3 separate regions of the Bos taurus genome follow, and all the other regions are linked to region 1. Evidence: chromatin contacts called from public Hi-C data. All regions are on one chromosome and are shown on one strand. Each heading gives the region's core, a stretch centred on a gene start, on an enhancer-like site or on the middle of the called end of the contact. The rest is flanking DNA. Distances are from core to core; before and after follow the strand shown.

Evidence for each region. Hi-C and Micro-C count contacts between places; a contact is called where the count stands out from the background.
Region 2: a Hi-C map of blastocyst shows a contact between it and region 1, with 3 times the contacts expected there. The contact joins the enhancer-like site here to the promoter of BOD1 in region 1. A contact is called at or near these places in 7 of 11 Hi-C or Micro-C datasets (blastocyst, blood, liver and 3 more).
Region 3: a contact with region 1 is called in a Hi-C map of skeletal muscle, with 6 times the contacts expected there. The contact joins the promoter of CPEB4 here to the promoter of BOD1 in region 1. A contact is called at or near these places in 3 of 11 Hi-C or Micro-C datasets (liver, skeletal muscle and an unstated tissue).

What each region holds. Positions count from the first base shown.
Region 1 is chr20:5,329,554-5,333,578 of ARS-UCD2.0, forward strand. BOD1 (biorientation of chromosomes in cell division 1) reads right to left here and starts at 2,190. Exons shown (of 4, transcript NM_001076200.1): 1 at 1,813-2,190. The coding sequence starts at 2,049.
Region 2 is chr20:5,685,459-5,689,483 of ARS-UCD2.0, forward strand. No RefSeq gene overlaps it. Among named protein-coding and RNA genes, the nearest start is that of C20H5orf47, 15 kb to the right of the region's middle. Within about 2 kb of position 1,878, at least 15 of the 102 cell types and tissues checked have an H3K27ac peak or open chromatin away from gene starts, as enhancers often do.
Region 3 is chr20:5,604,062-5,608,086 of ARS-UCD2.0, forward strand. It overlaps CPEB4 (cytoplasmic polyadenylation element binding protein 4), which reads left to right and starts at 1,972. Exons shown (of 8, transcript XM_005221434.4): 1 at 1,972-4,025. The coding sequence starts at 3,401.

The DNA.
Region 1 (4,025 bases), core at 940-3,439:
ATAGCCCTGGTGGAGAATTCTTGGTTCCAAATGCATCCCTACCCTTCTGGCAGTTTTTTAAATTCTATCCTTCCTTGGATTCCCACGAGTCAATAGATTCTCCCCCTTTGCTCACAGGAGTTAGAGTTAGATTTGTCACTTGTAACCATCAATCCTGATACTGTATCTTTTACTATTCAAAATAATTCACCCAGTTTTAGGTAGGACTGGTTACTGAAAAGGACAAAAGACAGCTAATGTCACCAACCAAACTCTAACCTTAACAGACCCTGACAACATAGAAAAATCCCTTCAGTTCATGAAGTGAAAGATCTACAGTGCCTGTCACTAACGTTTTATTATACTACCACTTTCTCTTAACCTATCATTCTATTTATTTATATTTTGGATGCATTGCAAAGTAAATTACAAACATCAGCAGTACACATTCCCTTCCATACATCTGCAGTCTGGGGTGGAACCTAACAATATGCAAATCTAACAAGTTCTTAGCTGATGCTGATGATCCCAGGACCACACTATGAGAAACCTGGGACTAAAGCAACAAAGGATGTGCCTGGAGACACACTACCTCAAGACTAAAGCAACCTGGTGACAACCAGAAAGAACATCTAAGGGGGTGTTAAGTGGTGAAGGCTCCGCTTCCCTCTACCCCAACAGATTCTCAATACCGACTAAAACAAATGTATACTACATTGGTTAGGCCACGTAAAACCTAATGAGACATAAGAAACATAGTGGAGAACTTGCGATGGGAAGCTGAGAGTACCCAGGACTGGAAAACGTGAAAGTTCTGTCAATACGTATGTTAAAAAAGAAAAATTAAGTATCCCATCTCAAGGAGAGAACTGCTCCGTGAGTTTTTTAATATTGGAGAATAACAGTATACGCTACTTACTATACATATTATCTGGTCTACACTTCAGTTTTCTACGCCAGAATATACACTTTGAGGACAGGATAGTGACATGCTTGACTCTGTGTCCAGAAACCTCACCAATAAATGTTTAATGGATAACCTATCTTTAAGGCCTAGTTCTAAGCTCACAATCTTCCTGTGAGGTAGGCAAAAGATTTCCATGTTGGGCTCAGAGAGGAGAAATCACTTCCCTAGAGGAGCCCATTCAGTAAGAGAGCCTCCTATGTCTACAACCACAGTCTTGTGAGAGAAACTTCTGAAAAGGGAGTAAAAAAAGATTTCGGCGACCACTCTTTGTCTGACACTTAACACCGGTGACTTCACTGAACCCAAATGAATCTGGGCAAGGTCAAGTGAAACAGTATTAGTCGGTTGACCTATGGCATTAGGATCTAACGGAGAATCTTTCAACCAATGATGGAATACAAAATACGGGTGCTGCTTCTACGAAAACGTACCTTAATTAACTGCATACTCAAGCCTGCAAATCACTGAGCTGGAGAAAAGGAAGAAAGGCTGATGTTTGTGCATTCAAACCATTCCTGCTTACTTACCCGGTTTTCTCCAGTGTTGTTAACATACTGAGATTTGTTACTGTTGTGCTTAAAGGAGTCTCATCTTGGGAAATACAGGGTCGAGGTTGTAAAACCCGTACTGGGTCCCCAAGTTCAGAGATGCTGTTGGGCTAAGCAGCACAGAGCAAGGATGGGGCGGGAAGCCGAACGCACGTGGACATCCCTCAGAAAGCTTCCTATACTGCCCCAAGCGGTCTCCTCGCTGCTGAGATTTGAAAAGTACCTTTTGTTTTTCTCTAGGATTTGGAAATGCGAAGCTGCAGCCATAGCAGCCTCACGCCCACCCGCCCCCCGTGAGCCCAAGCCGCCTCTGCTGACCTTGGTGTCCACGTCGGCCAGGCAGTCCCGGCGGAAGCTGTCAAACAGACCCCGGCTCTTGAGCTGCTCCACGATGAGCGCGATGAGCTGCGGGTCGCCCGGGGGCAGTGACGCCGGGTTGATGGGGCCGCCGCTCCCGCCGGCCCCGCCGCCGCCCGCCGCTGCCCCAGCCGAGGCCGGGCCCGCGCCGCCGCCGCCCACCGCGCCGGTGCTCCCGCCGCCCCCGCCGTCAGCCATGGCTACGCGCCGGGCCCGCCAACGGGCCCGAGTAAGGCTTCCTCTCAGGAACAGAGGGCCCAGGTCGTGGAGAGGCGGCGGAGGGGCCCGAAAAGGAGAAGGCGGCGGCGGCGGGGACGTAGGAGGAAGGGGCGGCGGCGGCGTCGACAGCGGCCGCAGCAGTCTCTCAGGTAGCAGAGCTGCTGCCGGAGGCGGCGGAAACCACCCGCCGCGTCCCGGACGCTCTCCGGATGACGTCACCGCTGACCTTTGCATTGTGGGGCGGGAGGTCTTCCGGCAGGCAGCTCCCTCTCTCTTATAGGCAGAGATCTGGCGGACGGAAACTACATCTACCGGCAGGCTCCGGGCTCGCGTCTCCAGTTTGTGGGACAGGATGGGACTTGTAGGCGTAGGCCCTAGTGATTGCTGCAGCATGGGCTGGCCTTCCTCGCCCTCACCCGGTACTGCCCCCTCGCTCTAAATCTGCGCATTCCCAGAGTACCTGATTTTAAGAATCGTCTGCTAGGCTGATTGAATATATAGGTTAACAGGTTTGTCTCTTAGAGATTCTGATTCAGTATTTCTAGGTCGTGGCCTGGGAATCCGTGATTTTTACATGTATTCCCACGCCCTTCTTGAGCAACAAATATGATCTGGGAAATGTGGGAAGCAGTGGACTAGTCACATTTTTTAAATTCAAAAATTGTGGGTTTTATTTCCCCTTCTGATTTTAGTAGAAATACATACTTATTTTAGAAAATTGAAAAATAACAGAAAATTGTGCTGTAAAAAAGTTCCCTGATTTTGTGTGTGTGTGTATTTCCTTCCGGATAGCTTTTTTTTTTTTTTTGACTTGCTTGGTCAGTTCTGTGTGACTCTTTGCAACACCCATGGACTGTGGCTTGTCAGACTCCTCTCTCCATGGAATTTTCCAGGCAAGAATACTGGAGTGGGTTGCTATTTCCTTCTCCAGGGGATCTTCCCCACTCAGGGAACAGAACTCTAATTTCCCGTGTCCCCTGCTTTGGCAGGTGGATTCTTTACTACTGAGCCACCTGGGAAGCCTATAATAATAATAAGTGAATGTTGAGTAATTGGAATATTACAGGCATGATACCAAGTACTTTATATACACTACTTCATAATCTAAAAAGCAGTTATTATCGCTATTTTGCAGATCCAAAAATGGAGGCACAGAGTTTGTTACCCTGATCACCTAGCTAAAGGTGCAAGAGGAGGGGTTGAAGTCAGGTCTCCTGAATCCAAATCTTGGCGATGTTTAAGCTAAGGTGTACTACATTTTGCGAGCTAGCTGATATCAAAGGTAAGGCTTTTTTTCTTATTTTTTTTTGTAGCTACAATTCATCATTGGAACTGCCACCACTATCCTCTCTTCCTTTCAGCTTTTGCCTGTTACTGACTGAACTCTTGCCCATAACCTAGGCATTGTTATTTCCTCATCTTCCATAAGCAGTGGAGGATATGTAAATAATAAATTCTTCAATATCCTTGGCTCCTAAGAAAAGAAATAATAGAGATCTCTCTATTATGGATGCGCTCCACTCCAACATTTCCCATGTAAAAGCATTTAGCCCTTAAAATGAATACTGGGGTGTTATAGTTTATACTCAGCCTTTAACTCAAGTTCACTCTTCCTCAAAGGTTAAGTTAACAACCAACATTATCTCTTAATACTTCAGCCATCCTGGGGATTTCATAATGACTATTTCTCCTAATTGTTCCCACACTTATCACCCACTTTTAGCCCCAGGAGAGGCCTGGGTTCAGGCTGCCTGGGCCCCCAAGTTCATTCTTCTCTAAACTCTCTGATCACTTTGGCCAGCCTCTTCTCCATTTTGACAGGCACATCTTACTCTCTTTCCTCAGGGTAAACTTTTCTGACCTTCTGACCTAATTGGTTTTATCTCACTTTTATAGACTCTCAAAGCCTCTTTCTTGTAACAATTATTATAATTGAAAGTGAATAATTTATAGGT
Region 2 (4,025 bases), core at 628-3,127, 360 kb after region 1:
GGGGAAACAGCAACCCACTCCAGGATTCTTGCCTGAAAAATCCCAGGGACAGAGGAGCCTGGCAGACTACAGCCCTAAGGGTCACAGAAAGTCAGACACGACTGAGTGACTAAGAGTGCACACATTCTTGTTTTATATCATTATAGTTTCTTCCTTAAATTATTAATACATATGGAGAGTGGAGCGCCATAATTCTCAAAAGTTGGGGTTATACATGTCTGTTTCTGATAAGAATTACTGCCGTGCTATCACAGAGTAAGTACTCAATGCATTTACCTGTTATTAGTAGCAACATAATGACATATGATTAGTAGTATCATAATAATGACTATCTACACTGTTACAGATTGCAGGTCCCTGTGCTGGGTGGGAGGCAGGAGTGGGCGGCAGGGTCACTGGCAGCAGGGGGAACCCTCTGATGCTGTCTTCCCACCTCCTGCTTATTCTCACATTTCCACAGGATCTAGCCTGACAGAGTTGCCATGGTGACGGAGAAAGCAGAGACTCCAGGCCCAGCACCACATCGCCTAGTTCCTGCTTTCTTCCTCCTACTGGGTGGGGGTTGGGGAATCCATACTCTGTAGCAGAGGGGCTGAGCCTATGCTACCAATGTGAGCAAAACTCCAAGGGGCCATGAGCTGGGACTTGTTTTCTGGAATCTTTCAGTTTAGGGAAAGAAGCAGGAAAAGAGGAGTGGGAGCTAGAAAGTAGGCCTTTTGTCTCCCAGGTGACCGCTCCATTATCCTGCCTTTGAGGAAATATGATTTTCAGTTCCTCAGTTATTTCCCTTTTGCCCCCACAAATAGCAAATCTCAGGCAAATGTGACCCAGGCACAGTGTGGGATAGTAGAGACCACTTGGGATCCGTAGGGTTAATGGTGTGGCTTTGGGTGAGATTAAGGGTGAGACCCCCTCCCCCCGGCCCAGGATTTCTGTCCCTTTGCCACGTCTGGCTGAGTGATTTCAGCCACACTAGGTAACCTCTGAGTATTGGTCATCTCATCCATCAGAAGGGGCAAATAACATCTCCATCATTAGACTGAAGTGAGGATTAAATGAGGCAATCATGAAAAAAAAAAAAAAGAAACGCACAAACTATAAACATGAGTGACTCTTATTATCATGACCGTTATTGTCATAGATATTGACATTGTGGCCAGTAACTATCTTGGGGAAGTCCGTTCCCCTCTGTGATATTACACCCAACCCCACCCAGAGGGGACAGTGATCCTCAGCTACGATGACTGGATCAAGTGCCGTGAAAGCCTAGTGCTCTGCCTGATGCAACTAGAGTACAACAGAAATCTGGCCTTGCCAAGCCTTGATAAACCCTTCCAACAGCTTCCCAAGGCCCTGGAAATAAAATCAGCACATTTTCCCAGGTGTGGATGACCTGAATGATCTAGCCCCACTCCCACCCCAACTTCCTCTCCTAACCCTTCTCCATCACACCTTCCTGGCACAGGACAGACCCCTCTCTTTCCTTCAGGGCAAGCCACCTTTCATGGGGCAGGGTCTTCCCACTCCTTTTTACCTCCAGTAAGAAATTATCTGCCTGCCCTGCTCCACCCTCTCCCTGTCTTCAGCTCAGCTCAGAACAGAACTGGTTCCTCCTTCACCCTTTGGGGCTTAGATTAAACATCACCTCCTCTGAGATAAATTCCTGAATCACTCTTTCTAAACGCCCTGTGTTCCTGCACTCATCGTCATCACACTTGATTTGTTGTCAGAAGCTCTCCTGACTGGCATTCAGTACAGTGTCTAATTATCTCGATATATAGTTTGTGTACTTGCTTTTTCAGGCGAGGCAGACAAGTGCTGCCTGAATCCTATTTGCGTCCTCAGGACTTGTCTGAGCCTTCCATACCGTAAGTGCTTGTTAAATGTTTGCCGAGTGGGTGACTCATAGGATCCTGACGTTCGTTCTCTTTCCAAGGCTAGCTCTCAAAACTGCGGCCAAGAGGATGGCTGGGCTGCAGCGGGGCCTCAAGGCTCAGGTATTTCCCAAGCAGGATAGAGATGGGAATGCTTGATAAAGGCAGCTCAGAGTCCTCAAATGCCAGTGGGTGCCAGGTTCAACTGGGGATATTGTTCAAATGCGGGTTTTAGTTCTGCCCCGAGAGAGCCCGAGACTGCATTTCTAACAAGCTTCTCTGAACACGCTGGAGAAGCCAACACCGAGTCCCTGCAGAAACCTGGGAGAAACAAGGACTGGGAGAGTGTGGGCGCCAGAAGAGAGTCTGACTGGGTTGTGGGTGCAGCTCCCGGATTGGAAGTGGGGGCATCCAGGACCTGGAAGGGAGGGTAGAGGACAAGAAAGACCTGGCCTCCTCTGATGCTAGAGCAGACGACTCAGATACCGCGAGAGGAGGGGAGCTGCTGTGTCTGAGAATCTGCTTTAGCCCCAGAGAGAGAGTGCTATCCATGAGTTTGTTCATTCATTTATTTCTTCAACAATTATTTTCATATTATTTATTCTAAGGATACTGTGGGGATGTGTGTATGTGTGCTCAGTTGTGTCCGACTCCTTGCAACCCCATGGACTGTAGCCCGCCAGGCTCCTCTGTCCCTGAGATTCTCCAGGCAAGAATACTGGAGGGGGTTGCCATGCCCTCCTCCAGGGGATCTTCCCAACCCAGAGACGGAACCCATGTCTCCTGCATTGGCAGGTGGATTCTTTACCACTGCACCACCTGGGGATAAGACACAAAATCTCTGTCCTCTTGGCATTTACATCCTAGAGACAAAGACCTACATTTTGAGGCCTCAGCTGTTTGTGTGTGTGTGTGTGTGTGTCTGTGTGATTTTGGTGACTCATTTCAGCGATCTGAGCCCTAGTGAAATGTGATGCCCACACCTAGTGTTGGAAGTTGTTGGATGGATCTTAAGATAGAATGCCTTACAAAGATAAGGGATTATTATTGTTCACAGAATCACTAACCTGAGTTTTGAACTTGCATTCTGTTAACCAAAGGTGGAAATTTGCAAAGAAGAATCATATCAAGGAATTTTCTTATTCATTCAATCATTTATACAAGTGTTTGCCCTGTCCTAGGCTCTAAAAGTATTGGAGAGGCAAAGCCAGCAAAGTCCCTGTCTGTTGGCAGTTATAGTTCAGAAGATGAAATCAGACAATCCACAAGCAGACGCATACATAAACCAGAAAAAAATAGTGCTGTTAGTGCTACGAGAAAAACAAAATGATAATATGGTGGAGACTGAGAATGGGGCTACTTGAACTGGGAGATTAGAGAAGTTATCTCTGACAGGTGAGATTTAAGCTGAGATGTGAATAGTGAAAGAAAAAACAAACCATGCCAAAATCTGAGGGAAACATACTCTAGGCAAAGGAAACAGCATATGCGAAGGTCCTGAGGCAATACTGGGTTTGATATATCCAAGGCAGAGTAGTGCAGCTGGGCTTAGTGACAAGAGAAAAAAGGGTCAGGAGATGAGTTCAGAGATGTCAAGGGGCCAGATAAGGAAAGGCATTCCTAGCAAGGGCGCAGGCTTTGGATTTTATCTTTAAATTAAATGGAGAGCCACTGAAGAGTAGCTGAAGTAGAGGGATAGGAACTGATTTTGTGACCACTCCGTGTCTAGTCAAGGCTCTGGTTTTTCCAGTGGTCATGTATAGATGTGAGAGTTGGACTATAAAGAAACCTGAGTGCCGAAGAATTGATGCTTTTGAACTGTGGTGTTGGAGAAGACTCTTGAGAGTCCCTTGGACTGCACGGAGATCCAACCAGTCCATCCTAAAGGAGATCAGTCCTGGGTGTTCATTGGAAGGACTGATGTTGAAGCTGAAACTCCAGTACTTTGGCCACCTGATGCGAAGAGCTGACTCTTTGGAAAAGACCCTGATGCTGGGAAAGATTGAGGGGAGGAGGAGAAGAGGACGACAGAAGATGAGATGGCTGGATGGCATCACTGACTCAATGGACATGAGTTTGGGTGGACTCCGGCAGTTGGTGATGGACAGGGAGGCCTGGTGTGCTGCAGTCCATGGGGTCGCAAGGAGTTGG
Region 3 (4,025 bases), core at 722-3,221, 270 kb after region 1:
ACGTATTCTGAGTCCACTCTGTGCCAAATACTCTGATGGCCACTAGCGACACACAGATAAACCAGACAAAATCTCTGCCTGTGAAAAGAAACTAACTGACAACCAGCAGTAACCAAATGAGAAGAATCTACAAGATGCTACAAAAAGGAGAGTCAGGGAAACCATTCTGGAGGAAAGGACACCTAATTAAACCAGCTCAGTCTCAAGGTATGACCAGTTATGGGGAATAAACAACAGAGTAAGACCCAATCCCTATCACTCAAGGAACTCAAAGAAGAGTTACAAAGACTCATGTTCAGGACATAAGACAATAAATAAATAAATAAAATCACTAAGATCCCAAACGGGTGTTCTACATGGAAGTATGGGAGGATTGATAAACTGAGGCAGCAGAAGTTGGGGCCATTGAGGAAAGGCTAGGGAAAGGAAGTGGAAGTCATTTCTTTTCATGAGATCTTTCTTAAAAGTCTGTAATCTCTCCTTTTTACTCACTACTTTTGCCATAGTCACTTGTGGATCTACTCTGATTTCTTCATTTTTCATTTTCTACTAAAGGAAAACACTCACTATTCAACATATTTAGAACCTTTGCTGAGAGCAAGGCGTTAATCTAGGTCCTGATGGTGGTCATGTACAAATATGAACAAGACAAGGAACCCTTGAGTAGCAAAGGAATAACCTAAATGATGAAAGTTTGAGAGACATTAGCCCCAAACCAAATGGCAGACCTGAAAAGAGGATTCAGGAAAGATATCATTCTGGTTGGTTTGTTCACTCTTTTTTTTCAGCATCCATTCGCTAATGATTCCTATCTATCAATACAAGGTCCTCTCCTCAAAGAGCCCACAGGTGACCACAGGTCCAGGAGACATAAGTTACCATTACAAAGAGGGTGACAAGCATGAGAAATATACTGGGCCATGGATATTCATTCAAGAGGAATTTCAGAAGACAGAGTTGGTAGCTTTTGAACCGATTCCTAAAACTAAATAAGAGTTTACCTGGTGGAGGAGAGAGGAAACGGAAGGTAAAAAGGACCTGAGATTATATTTGGAGGAGCTTGGTGTGGGACGTTTGGAGGAGATGAGATGTTAAGATATACTGCCCCCAGAGTGCAAAACCCTTGAATATCAGGATAAAAAGTTTGGTCTTTTTCAAGGAGGTAGTGGGCAGTCGTAGAGAGAGCAGAACAGGTGAGGATCCTGGTTAAGATTCTTCGTTTCGGAAATGTCCCCCTAATAAGCGGGTAGGGTACATTAGAGCGGATAGGGACAAGGAGGGCTCGGCCACGGACGCCGACAGGAGCTGTATTTTTGTGCCTGAAACACTGCACCGGACGGGAGCCTAAACCAAGCAGGAGTGGGGGTGGGGGGATGGAAGGTGAAGGGAGAGTCCCGTTTAAGATCCATTTTCAGGACAAGCACATACGCAATTCTAGACACCTTACAGCAGCTAGTAAAACCCGCCTCCTCTTCCAGATCCCTCTGGGGCGGAGCTCGAGCCAAAGCACGAGATGCCTGGGGAACCACGTTTACTCTGGGCAGTCCTCCTGTTCATCCGCGGTTTCATGGGTAGCCACTCCGATCTCCTACTCCTGGACTCTTTTTCACAGTGCTAGGGAAATCCGTTCTCTTCCGCGCGTCCCTGTACGCTCCACCTGCAGAGCGCGGTTAAGCGAAATAAACAGCGCAGTAGTCCTTTGCCCACACTAAAGATGGCGACTCGCTGGGCTCCCTCTGGGTAGTAGAGCGAGTTCCAGGCTCCAGGCCTCACTGGGCGAGGCGCAGACGGAAGGGGCGTCTCTCGACGTAACTTTTCGACCTTCCTGGGAGGGGACCTGGGTTGTGGGCGTGGCCTTATCTGAATTCTAGCAGCTTATTGGCCTTTAGGCAGGTGGGCGGGGTGTCTGCCCTAACCCACCCCTCCCTTTTCGAACCGGAAGTGTCTCTCGGTCTTTCCAGCTGGTTGTCATTTCACTCGGCTAGGTCCTGAGGAGAAGGACTCAGCCGCGGCTGCTGGACCCGGGCACCGGGAGGCGGCGGCGGCGGCAGCAGCAGCAGCAGCGGCGGCGGCGGCGGCGGCGACAGCAGAAGAGGAAGAGGAGGAAGAAGGAGAGAAGAAGAAGAGCCAGGCGGAGTTCGCAGCTACGACAGCGGGGACTGCGGGACCGGGGTAAAGCGGCGGCGACGACGACGGCCCAGCAACCGTGAGGAGAAACAAAAGCCTTCTAAATTATAGTTTTAAAAAAAATCTGGGGGCAAAAAGAGAGAGAGCAAAGTAGGGAGGCCCTTCTCCTTTAGAACAACTAAGCTAGTGGGGTTTTCTTTTTTCCCCTCTCCCTCCCCCTCCCCGCACCCCCCACCCCCACCCCCTCCGCGGAGAATCGAACTGAGAGAACTGAACAAACCGCCCCTGGGTCCCATGAGGGAAAAAAACCCCGGAGCCGCAGAGAGGGGAAGAGGCCGAAACCGCAGGACCTTCCAGGTCGCCCCCTTGGTCCCCGCACCCCCGGGCCGCCAGCTCGTCCTCGTCGAGTGTCCCTAATCCATCCTGATCGCGACACCCCCACGAGGGAGAAACGGGTGTGTTTCCAAACCATTTCATGGGGGAGAGGAGGCCAGGGGGAGCCCAGGAACAGCGACCGCAGCAAGATCTGCACCCAGAGCTTCAGGAACAGCCCCAGAGGCCAAAACTGCACCCCGTGAAAGAGCAGAAACAGGATCAGGAAGAGCAGAAACCTCCCTGCAATCATCTTTCCATTAGTCAATGCTGATTTCCTCTCCGGCAACCAGGAATTTGCCCCCCACCCCAGATAACCTAATATAATCTATATATATAAATATATAATATATAATGTTCTTAAATTATTCCTGATTTTTTTTAACCAAGCTGCCAAGAAAAGAACCTATTCTCCTCATACCCTATTCTGATTTTTATGTGAGTGAATCTAAACTGCTGAAGAAGACCATATGTGATTGTTAAATTATATATATATATATATATATTTTTACTCCTCGCAATGCTTATTCTTCTACATCCATAGATGCTTGAGAAGCTGTGTTTTTGTCATTCATGTACGTTTTCCTTTGGAAAAAGAAAGCGCCTATTTTACTAACCAAAGACTTGATTTTTACCCTCTTCGTTTTTATTCCCTTCTAGAAATAAGCCTAGTTGGATTCATGTCAGTGTTTTAAGGTTTTTTTTTTAGTTTTTTTTTTTTTTTTTCTTTCAGAGACCAGAATTCCAAATCTGAACTATTTAGGGTGATAAGCTGCATCTTTGAGCTAGGTAAAAATAAGACGTTTCAAACAAGCAACTTACATTTGGAGTAGAGGATACAAAGGCTTGAGATACTAGTTTGTTGTTTTTTATCTTAAGATTCTGAGCCTAAAAATAATAAATGGGGGATTACGGGTTTGGAGTGCTAGTGCAAAGCAATACTGGGAATAAATCTGCTTTTCCAGTCAGATTCCATCCACATCTGCAGCCTCCACACCATCACCAAAATGCCACCCCCAGCCCTGCTGCTTTTATAAATAATAACACAGCTGCCAATGGCAGCAGTGCCGGGTCAGCTTGGCTCTTTCCTGCTCCGGCTACCCATAACATTCAGGATGAGATCTTGGGATCAGAAAAAGCAAAAAGTCAGCAACAGGAACCGCAAGACCCTTTGGAAAAGCAGCAGCTCTCCCCCAGTCCAGGTCAGGAAGCTGGAATACTGCCTGAAACTGAGAAGGCTAAATCTGAAGAAAATCAAGGGGACAATTCTTCAGAAAATGGCAACGGGAAGGAGAAAATAAGAATCGAATCACCAGTGTTGACAGGGTTTGATTATCAAGAAGCCACGGGGCTAGGTACTTCGACCCAACCCTTGACATCAAGCGCATCGTCTCTCACTGGTTTCAGTAACTGGTCAGCAGCGATAGCGCCTTCCTCCTCTACAATCATCAATGAAGATGCAAGTTTCTTTCACCAGGGAGGGGTCCCGGCTGCTTCGGCTAATAACGGTGCTCTGTTGTTTCAAA